Regions from separate parts of the Arachis hypogaea genome. Here region 2 is linked to region 1. A link is a contact called in public Hi-C data. All regions are on one chromosome and are shown on one strand. The core of a region is the stretch at or near the end of the contact, and the rest is flanking DNA. Distances in the headings are between cores, read along the strand shown.

Evidence for each region. Hi-C and Micro-C count contacts between places; a contact is called where the count stands out from the background.
Region 2: a contact with region 1 is called in a Hi-C map of leaf, with 1.7 times the contacts expected there. The contact joins the enhancer-like site here to the promoter of LOC112784339 in region 1. A contact is called at or near these places in 2 of 8 Hi-C or Micro-C datasets (both in leaf).

The regions. Positions count from the first base shown.
Region 1 is chr20:118,621,970-118,626,583 of arahy.Tifrunner.gnm2.J5K5, reverse strand. LOC112784339 (histidine kinase 5) reads left to right here and starts at 2,403. Exons shown (of 13, transcript XM_025827498.3): 1 at 2,403-2,651; 2 at 3,518-4,330; 3 at 4,451-4,507; 4 at 4,606-4,614. The coding sequence starts at 3,608.
Region 2 is chr20:118,666,879-118,671,492 of arahy.Tifrunner.gnm2.J5K5, reverse strand. No RefSeq gene overlaps it. Among protein-coding and RNA genes, the nearest start is that of LOC112782962, 22 kb to the left of the region's middle. Within about 2 kb of position 2,637, at least 1 of the 3 cell types and tissues checked has open chromatin away from gene starts, as enhancers often do.

The DNA.
Region 1 (4,614 bases), core at 1,154-3,653:
TGGTACGAGTTGTAAGGTGGATCGGAGACTTGCGAGTCAAGGTGGTCGCCGGATTATCTGACTGGAGCAATGTGGAGTGGTACCTGCAAAGACACTCCGATGCTCAAGTCAGAATGGATCTAAGAGGTATGAGGTGAGTGGAATGAGTGACGTACCTGAGGGGGACTAGGACCCCTTTATATAGGTGATGACAATTATTTTATTTTATCTTGTTTGGCTAAGATAAAGAAGTATTTGAATTTGAATGTTGGTTAGAAATTGTAGAGGGCCGGTTTTAGGCCTTCTAGAATGGCGAAGTGGGCTGAATCTGGGTAACCGGGTTTAGGGACCGGATCAGGCGACGGATCCGGGGATTGGATCCGTAACAGTTGCCCCCGCAGCGGGAGAGCGAGTGAGGTCGATCTTTGTCACTGGAGGACATGGCTTCGCCGTTTGTGGCTATATTGGTCGTTTGTTGGAATGGGTTTCGAACTCGAGAGGTCGTTTTAACGAGTTCCCTAATGTCGGAGCGAGCAATTCTTCGGTCGTTGCCCTTGGACTCTGTGTTAGCTGTTGGTCTGGGCTTTACGCATTCTTGCGGCTGTTGTATTTCTCGAGGTGCGTTGACAGTTGCATTTTTTCAGAGAGAAAATTTATTATAAAAGAACGTTCGGACTGCTTTCCTTTTTTGCCCCTCCTTCCCTTGTTGATCCTAGGGGGTATTTTCGATTTTTTCTAAAATTAAATTAAAATTAAAATACTAAAATTAAAATATAGCTATATTATATATTATATTTATATATTACTAACTAATTTAATAACTAAAATGTGTCACATGACACTCTCTTATTAAAATTTAGAGAAAATATTTTTTCTAAAATTAGTAAACATACTTCTTATATTTTCTTATCTACCTCTCTTTTTTTTTATTTCTCTCCATCCTTCCCACTCTATATATAATTTATAATTCATATTTTATATTAGTAATCAAAATGTGTCACCAGATATTTTCATTATAATTAAAATAAAAAATTTTCTTAACTTCTAAAATTAACAAATTTCCTCTCTCATTCTTCTTCTTTATCTTTCTCTCTCTTTTCTCTCATTCTCTATTTTTCTCTACCTTTATATTTTATAAAAAATAAAATTAACAACATAATATAATTTAAATAAAAAATATTATTATATACATATTTTTTATTTAATTTTAAATTTTTACTATTTATCTTTTTAATATATATTTTCACTTCTTTTCTTTTAAATATTTATTACATATAATTTAATAAAATTACTAATACTGTGATTAAAAGTTAGAATCAAGATTCAATTATTTTAAAAAAAATGAGTTAATTTTATAACTATCAATATAAATTTTTTTATGTTAATATCTAATTATATATATATATATATAGAAAAATATTATTTTTAAATAGCAAGCATAAAAATTAATTATTTCTATTTGTACAACAAACTTAATACCTAATCAAATATAAAAATATACACGTTAAATTCTTTTAAATTTTAGATAACGGATGTTAAAATTAAGTAAAAAAATTAAACTCTTTCGTTTGAAAATAATAACTAAAAAATTTATTATTTAATTTTGTTTAAAACTCTGGTCTTTTTAGCCGACGGAGACTTTTATCCCTTACGACTATTTTATAAAAATAATTTAATACTATACATTTTTCGTATCATAATCTATAATACCTAGATCTACGTAATTTTAAAAGATTTATATTTCCGTAATAGTATTACGGGTAAAAATACTAGTAAGAACCTAAATTTAAGTACACCTATATCTTTCTTAGTAGTTTAACATCAATAATTTTAGGTAAAAATTCTAAAATTCCAACAAATTTTAATTAAGGTTCTTAAAACATACATGGATTAACTAGAAAAGAGCTGGAATCACCAGCGTAGTATGTAATTAAACACAACCGTCAGGAAGAAATTAAGCAGCATGTTGTAGTAAAGTATTATTACCTAAACTAAGGTAGTAGTTATTATTAGTTCACAAAACACGTATACTTCTAAATTCTAATCTACTCTTAATCAAACTTTAATACAATGTAATTTTTTTTTGTCACGGTATTTTTTAATCTGATAAATTAAAACTTAATTCATCGCGAATCTAAATTCTATTTAAAAATCTGTCACTGATTAATGAATTATTGCATATATAAGACAAAATTCGAACCACTGACACTTATCTAAGAGCTTATTACTTGACAAACTTATATTGGTTTAATACAAGGTGATTAAGTGAGAGAGAACTCGACCTGGCTTAACCGTAAGGATATACATAACCGCCGTGTTAATTTTTCTCATTTGACTTACGTACCATGCATCACAAACAAAACAAGTAATAATAATTAATAAATATATTATCTATTATATATCTGGCACCCTGTAAAGTAAAGAGCGGGGAACAGCAAAAGCAATGGTTTCCTGTGGATTTAAAAAAAAAAAAAAAGAAGAAAAATCCATTTTCTATGATTGGATGATTATGTTCTGTTTTCATGGACAGGGAGAGAGAGAGAGAGTGGAAGCAACATTACATTATATATATAAATATATAATCCATATATGATTCATTTGATACTTTGATTGTTTGATGAGGCATAACCTGAGGGTTTTGAAGAGGAAGAAAAAACTGTGAGAGTCTCAAGGTAATTGTTGCCTCACAGCAACTACTATAACAACAACAACAAGGGTTAAGAATATTATTTCTTAGTACCATTTTTTTGAGCTCTTAAAATGCACATGCTTATCTGGTTTATGTTTTTTAAATAAAGTTTGTTCCTTTTTTACCTTACAATGCAAATTTACAAAGTTATTTATTTAGCCTTTTCTTTTGAAGTGATTAATGATTGTATGATTGAATGATTTTGACTTCACAGTTGAAGAGATTCCTCAGAGTTCATATTTTCAAGTTTCAACTCTTCATCTTTATTAATGACAGGCCTTAATTAACTCATAGTGATTAGCTTAATTATCAGCTAATTATCTTTATTGTTTCTAAGTCCTGTGAAAATGTGTATTGGCTTTGGTCTTTGCCCAATGTATGGATTAGCTTGTTTTCTGCATTAGGATATCTTTGATACCAGAAAGTAGCTTTTGATCCTTATCATGTTCCTTCTCTTATGCTCGTTCTTCTCCTCAAACTTATCTGTTTGGTGGCTTCTTAAGTTCCCTAATCCTTGCTACTTTGAATTAAATGTTTTATATTGCTTTTTCGGTTTTTCCGGAAGGTTGGTCAACTTGTTGCGTATTAAAATACTTGCATCGATTTTTCATAAACAAAGTCTTAAAAATTGTCATTGTTTACCAACATTAGAGTTCATATATATTTTGTTTCCCCTTTCTTCATAGATTTTATTATGAAATACAATCACCCTTGGCCTGTTCTTCCATGTAATTGCTGATGTGTGCTGTAAAGTGTAAATTGGCTCCTTTCTGATTTTAATATGGCCATAATGATTAGACTCACATATTTAATTTTCCTTTCTTGGAATATTAATCTATTTCTACACAGAAAAAGCAAAAGAGTTGGTGAAGTTGCAACTGTATTGAATGATGAACAAATTGAATCTGTGTAGAAGAAAAGACTAATCATTGTGCTATCATGGTGTGTGAGAAGGAGAGGGAGTGCATTGAGGACATGGAAATTGAAATCCTGCCTTCAATGTGGCCTGAAGATATTGGAAGTGAAGTTGGAAAGCAGTTCAATATCGAAAAGCCTGGAAGGGAGCAGGATATGTTAGAGGATGTTACAATCATAGAGGAGCCAACTATAGCCGATTTCAAGCGCCTCATGGAGCTTACAAATTTCACTGAAAAAGGGTCTTCTCAGTTGGCATACCTCATGAAACATTGGGAGTACAAGCAGGCAAATGCGGTGCGCCTTCTGAGGGAAGAGCTCGACAACCTTAGCAAACAAAGGCAGGATGTTGAGCTAAGGAAGCTGGAGATATTGGAGGAGCACCGGTTCGAGGAAGAAAGATATGGAGGCGACAAAAGGCCGGTGTCTATATTGGAGGATGTTTATGACATATGGCAGGACATGCCGCGAAGGAAGAACAAGGTTGTGCTTCAGAACAAGAGAATTGAAATAGATGCTGCTGAGTATGATACTGTTAAGTATTGGAAACAAAGGGCCTTGCGTTTGGAGAAATTGCTTGAGGCAAGCATCCAGAGAGAGCAGATACTCCAAGACAAGTTGCTTGAAAGGATCAACAACATTGAGAGGCAATCCTCACCTGTAGAAGAACTCTCCCAGATTCTCAAAAGAGCAGATAATTTCTTGCATTTCATCCTCCAGAATGCACCTGTTGTTATTGGCCATCAGGTATTAAAATCTATGGTTTGAGGCACTGCTTCATGAGTTTTTCTGTGCTCTATGTATTCTTAATAGTTTGTTTTAGACTTATCAAGGGCTAATTCTTTTATGTATGTTTTTTTTCTTCAGGACAAGGAATTGCGATACCGGTTCATCTATAATCATTTTCCAAGTTTGCAAGAGGAGGTAATAGATTATGTGCTGGAGAAAAATAATTTCACACTTCATTCTAATTGTTGACAAGATGAAATATCTAAACTCCTCGGATTACTCATATTTTTCAGGACATAATA
Region 2 (4,614 bases), core at 1,388-3,887, 45 kb before region 1:
AAATGAGGAGCTCGGCCCCAATACTCTTGGAATAGAGCAACTACCCTCTCCTCAACCTCATCCAAGTCGTCCAACTCATACCTAATAACTACAGGGACCTCCTCCCAATATAAAGGAAAAAGGGGCTCATCCTTCTCATCAAGGAAGAAAGGTCGAACATCCTCAACAGAGCAGAGTTTAAAAAAGTAATTTTTGAAGTCATGAAAGGAATCATATGACAAAGACCTTCCTTTCTTGAACAGCTCAAAAAGAGATCTAGCCTTGTTTCTTTGGAACTAAAAGGCTTTGTAAGAACAAAAAGGTAAAAGAAAACTTTAACAGAGGGAAGTACATCAAGAGCATAACACAAAAGTTGATAAATTTTCAAGAAACCTCAAGAGGTGGATGAAGTTGGAAAAGGGCGACATTACAAAGCTTGAGGACCTCGGACTCAAAATCAGAAAAAGGAATGCTAACTCCTAGTTTCATAAAAAAGACAATCGTATATGTAGATAAAGTGACGTTTCAACCTATCTAATCGGGAAAAACAAACTCTCTCTTCAAGGTCAACCACTACAATCTCATAGTTTCTCTCATCCTCCCGACTTAAGCATAGCCTATAATGTCTATGAAAAGTCTCAGTATACTATTTATCAATAACAGGGACAGGAGTAAGCATAGATATATCTACCTAAGTCAGATCGAAAAGTACTTTAGAGGACATATTGTAAATTACTGAATGAGATATCAAATACTATACCTACAATATAACAAACAAGGAAAAATCGTCATAACAAGTCGGACAGTTAGGTATAATAAAGTATCCACAAACTCATATTAAGTCAAGTCAACGTGAGCAATACCAAAAAACGTTATAGCTTTTAAAATTCCCATAAACACAACCAAACCACTACATTTTTAGATATAGAAATGGTGCCACTTAATCTATTGAAAATGGCATCATTTGGGGACAGTCCAACACAAAAATTGCTCACATTTTCAAGCAGCAAATAACAAAGTTCAAGATAAAAAAAAAGATGTAACATTTCAGACAAACAGTATCCTAAAAATGCCACCATTACATACACAAGGGTCATCGATAAGGAAAAAGAATGCTATCCAGAATGCCAGAACATGGAAAAGAAATTTAAAGAATAGATAAAAGACCAACTTTAAAGGATTACGAAAAGAAAAAGGAGCACAATAGCAGCAAGCCACGTACGATCCAAACACCTTCGTTGAATAAGAAGAGACTCCCAATAACTCAAGATGGAGAAATCTTGAAGAAGTTTGTGAAGAAAAACAAAGAAATTCCGAGGAAAGAAAAGAGAGTAGTAAACATTTCTAGGAAGCCAAAAAGAGGAAAGAGAAATGAGTTTGAAGATTTATAAAACACTCTGGGCAAAAAAGTCATTTCACGTCCCCTCTTTAATGACGTGTACGATTCTCAAAGTAACCACAAAAGTAACATGTGTAGTACCATAAAGACACGCAACATTTCAAAATTTTTTAAAAACACATCGAGTATCCGACCTACCAAAGGCGGTATACCCGACGTGGGAGACTAAAACTATAAATGCTCGAGCCCGACCTTATAAAAGTCCTGGCTCAAGTAGGGGCACTGTTCATACCCTGCCCCAAAATAAAGCTAAGCCCAAAAAGGATAAAGGCCCATGCAAGAGATCATGCATCCTCTACACCTACCCGACCTCATAGAGGCCGGGCGCAATGACAGTAGTGCAGCCCTACTTATCAAAATAAGTAACTAACTCCTAAGATATCTCCTATTTATCTAAAAGGGAGATCTCAACAACTTTTCTAGAAAAAGGAAACAATTATCTACCATCAAAGTTGAAACTACACTAAAAGGTGATTATCTATTCTAATATAAATACACTGACACCCTCAAGTATATTCAGAGCCCAATCTACTAAAAAATCTACTTAAAACCCTTGCTAATTTAAGTATCAGAGTTCCTTGCAAGTACCACTGACACCCTCAAGTAGCTACCTCCTCGTGAGAAACTCGGACGGTGGCACCTCGACAACAAGAAAGTCGGACGCTGCCCCTAAAAGAGTTTAGACCTCACGTTCAGGCCAAAAAATAACCCAATTTCAGATAATCCTATATATATATATATATATGAAAAACTTTTCTTAAATAGTTTACGAATGAAATTAATTTAATTGTGTTTTCAAAAAAAATTATAAAATATAACTAATATAATTATCTCAATCAAACAAAATATTTTAGAAATGAAAGAGGATTTAATTATAGTATTTAAATAATTTTCTTATATATAAAATACAGTGAAATTTAACAATACCTTATCTAAATACACTCTTAATTAAATTAATTACCTCACATTTAAATTTTATCTAAAAATGTAAAACTTTGATTTATTATTTTAATTAAATTTTACTAATTGATTAGAAGTATTTAAATAACATTGTTTTGAGGAAATGCAGAAATTAAGTTTTATTAACGGAAATCTTTATGCTTTTTTCCTTTTCGGAATAAAAAGGTCTTAAAATACTTTTCAATACCATATCTTTAGTTTTAATTTAACAGCTGTTGTTTCATATAAGGAGGAAAAAGGAAGCCAATAGGAGACACCTTATTTCTTATTCCCCGGCCCTTTGGTCTAGAACCTAGTTAGCTAAGGTGTAGCTAAGGTGTCCACATGTTCTTTAAGTATACGTATTGATATTCCACTAATCATAATAATGTTATAAAAAATACTAGTTGTCATTAAAAATCAATTATTATATATATATATATATATATATAGATAATAGAAAACTTTATTTGATAACTAATTTTTTATATGGGTTGGTGTGCATGAATATTATAGGACTGGATTTTTTATACTTTGGAAAGTAACCTTTTAGTGTATTGCTATATTTAATTTGTTTTGGAGAAATCGAATAGATTAGAGAGATCAGATATCTACCTGATGAGCTTTGTGCATGATTCTGACGGAACTTTTTTATTTAAATTAAATAAATATAAAATTTACAAAAATAGATAAAATAGAGAGAAATTACTTAAATATACAACATATCATATTTTAAATATTAAAAGGATAAATTAATTATAAGCGTATTTTGAGTATTGAGATCTCGAATTATGATGTAAAAAAATGGCTGACATATTTTGAGTACATCTAGAATACGTATCATGTATAGAAACGGATATTGAGCATTCGAGATACGTTTAAACATTGATTAGGATTTTAGTATCCGAGATACGCTCAAACGCAAAAAAATAGGTCACAACATTTGAAATATAGTTAGAGACCTATATAAATTAGTTACAACCGAGATTTTCATTTATTTAAAGAATTTTTAAGAATTTTGTAACTTTGTAACATCTTAAATTCGAGTTCCTGAAATATAGATAGCCTTTGATAATATGTTCACGATGGAGACATCAACTGATGTAATGCGACTTGGCACATAGCTGAAGTTTTGAATTTTGAGGTTAGGTTTTTTATTCCTCTTTTATTTTTAATAAATAATTAGTTTATGTATTTAAGCTTTATTAATTTAGTTAATGTATTAGGTATTTTGATTTTGTTAGTTAGAAAGCTCTATTAGGTAAGTATAATAAATTTTAATATTTTTAGAAATAATTTTAAGTTAACTTAAATAAATATAATAGTTAAACGTAAAATTAATATATTAGTTAAATTAAATAAATATATTATTCAAATAATACCGTTGTTAGATCATTTTTTTTTTGTTAAAATCTATAGTTGAATTGATATGATCTAGAATACTACATGTTAGATTAGAATAATGCAACATAAATAATTTATTTTGTAAATCTTGTTTCATGTTCCTTGTTTCATTAATAATGTGAATAATAGTAATGAATATTAATATTGTATGAAATATGATATTTTATTAATGATATTTATTTACTAGTTTATAATATTTAATAATTATTAAACATAATTAATAATTTAAACGAGATTAATTTGCAAGAGTAAATATTGTAACTATTGTTGAGATCTCGATTGTTGTTGCCATGCCGTCTGACCTTGGGCCTTTCCCTGTCGGACATCCTATTGTCTTATCTCAGGGATGTAGGATTTGGATATGTAGTAGAATTGAGTGATTTTATATTTGACAATTTCTTGATTTCTGTATTTATCGAGCGATTGAGGCTTGAGACCTACAACTTCCATTTTCTATGGGGTGAGGTCAGCATTACGCTTCAAAGATGTTGCTTACCTTCTTGGTCTGCGCATTGAGGGTGGGTCGATTGGGAGTTGTACTAGAGACTTCCAACAGTACCATAGACACCCCACGTGAGAATGGTTGAGGATTTACTTGACGACGGGCCGCAACCATAGCTAGAAAATACGAAGCAGGTTTTCGGTTTGAGGATGACCTGGCTGAGAAATAGGGTTATACACATTCTAGCTGGGACAGATCTGGATACACTCTGTAAGTATGTCAGGTGCTACTTAATAATGTTTATCAAAGGATTTTTTTTCATGGACAAGTCAACTACACATGTTCTTTTGAGTGGCTGCAGTTGCTAGTGAATTTTGATCGTTGTAGGCAGTTGTTATAACATCCCGTAATTTTAAAAATCTAGATATGAATAAGTTATGATTTTATCTTA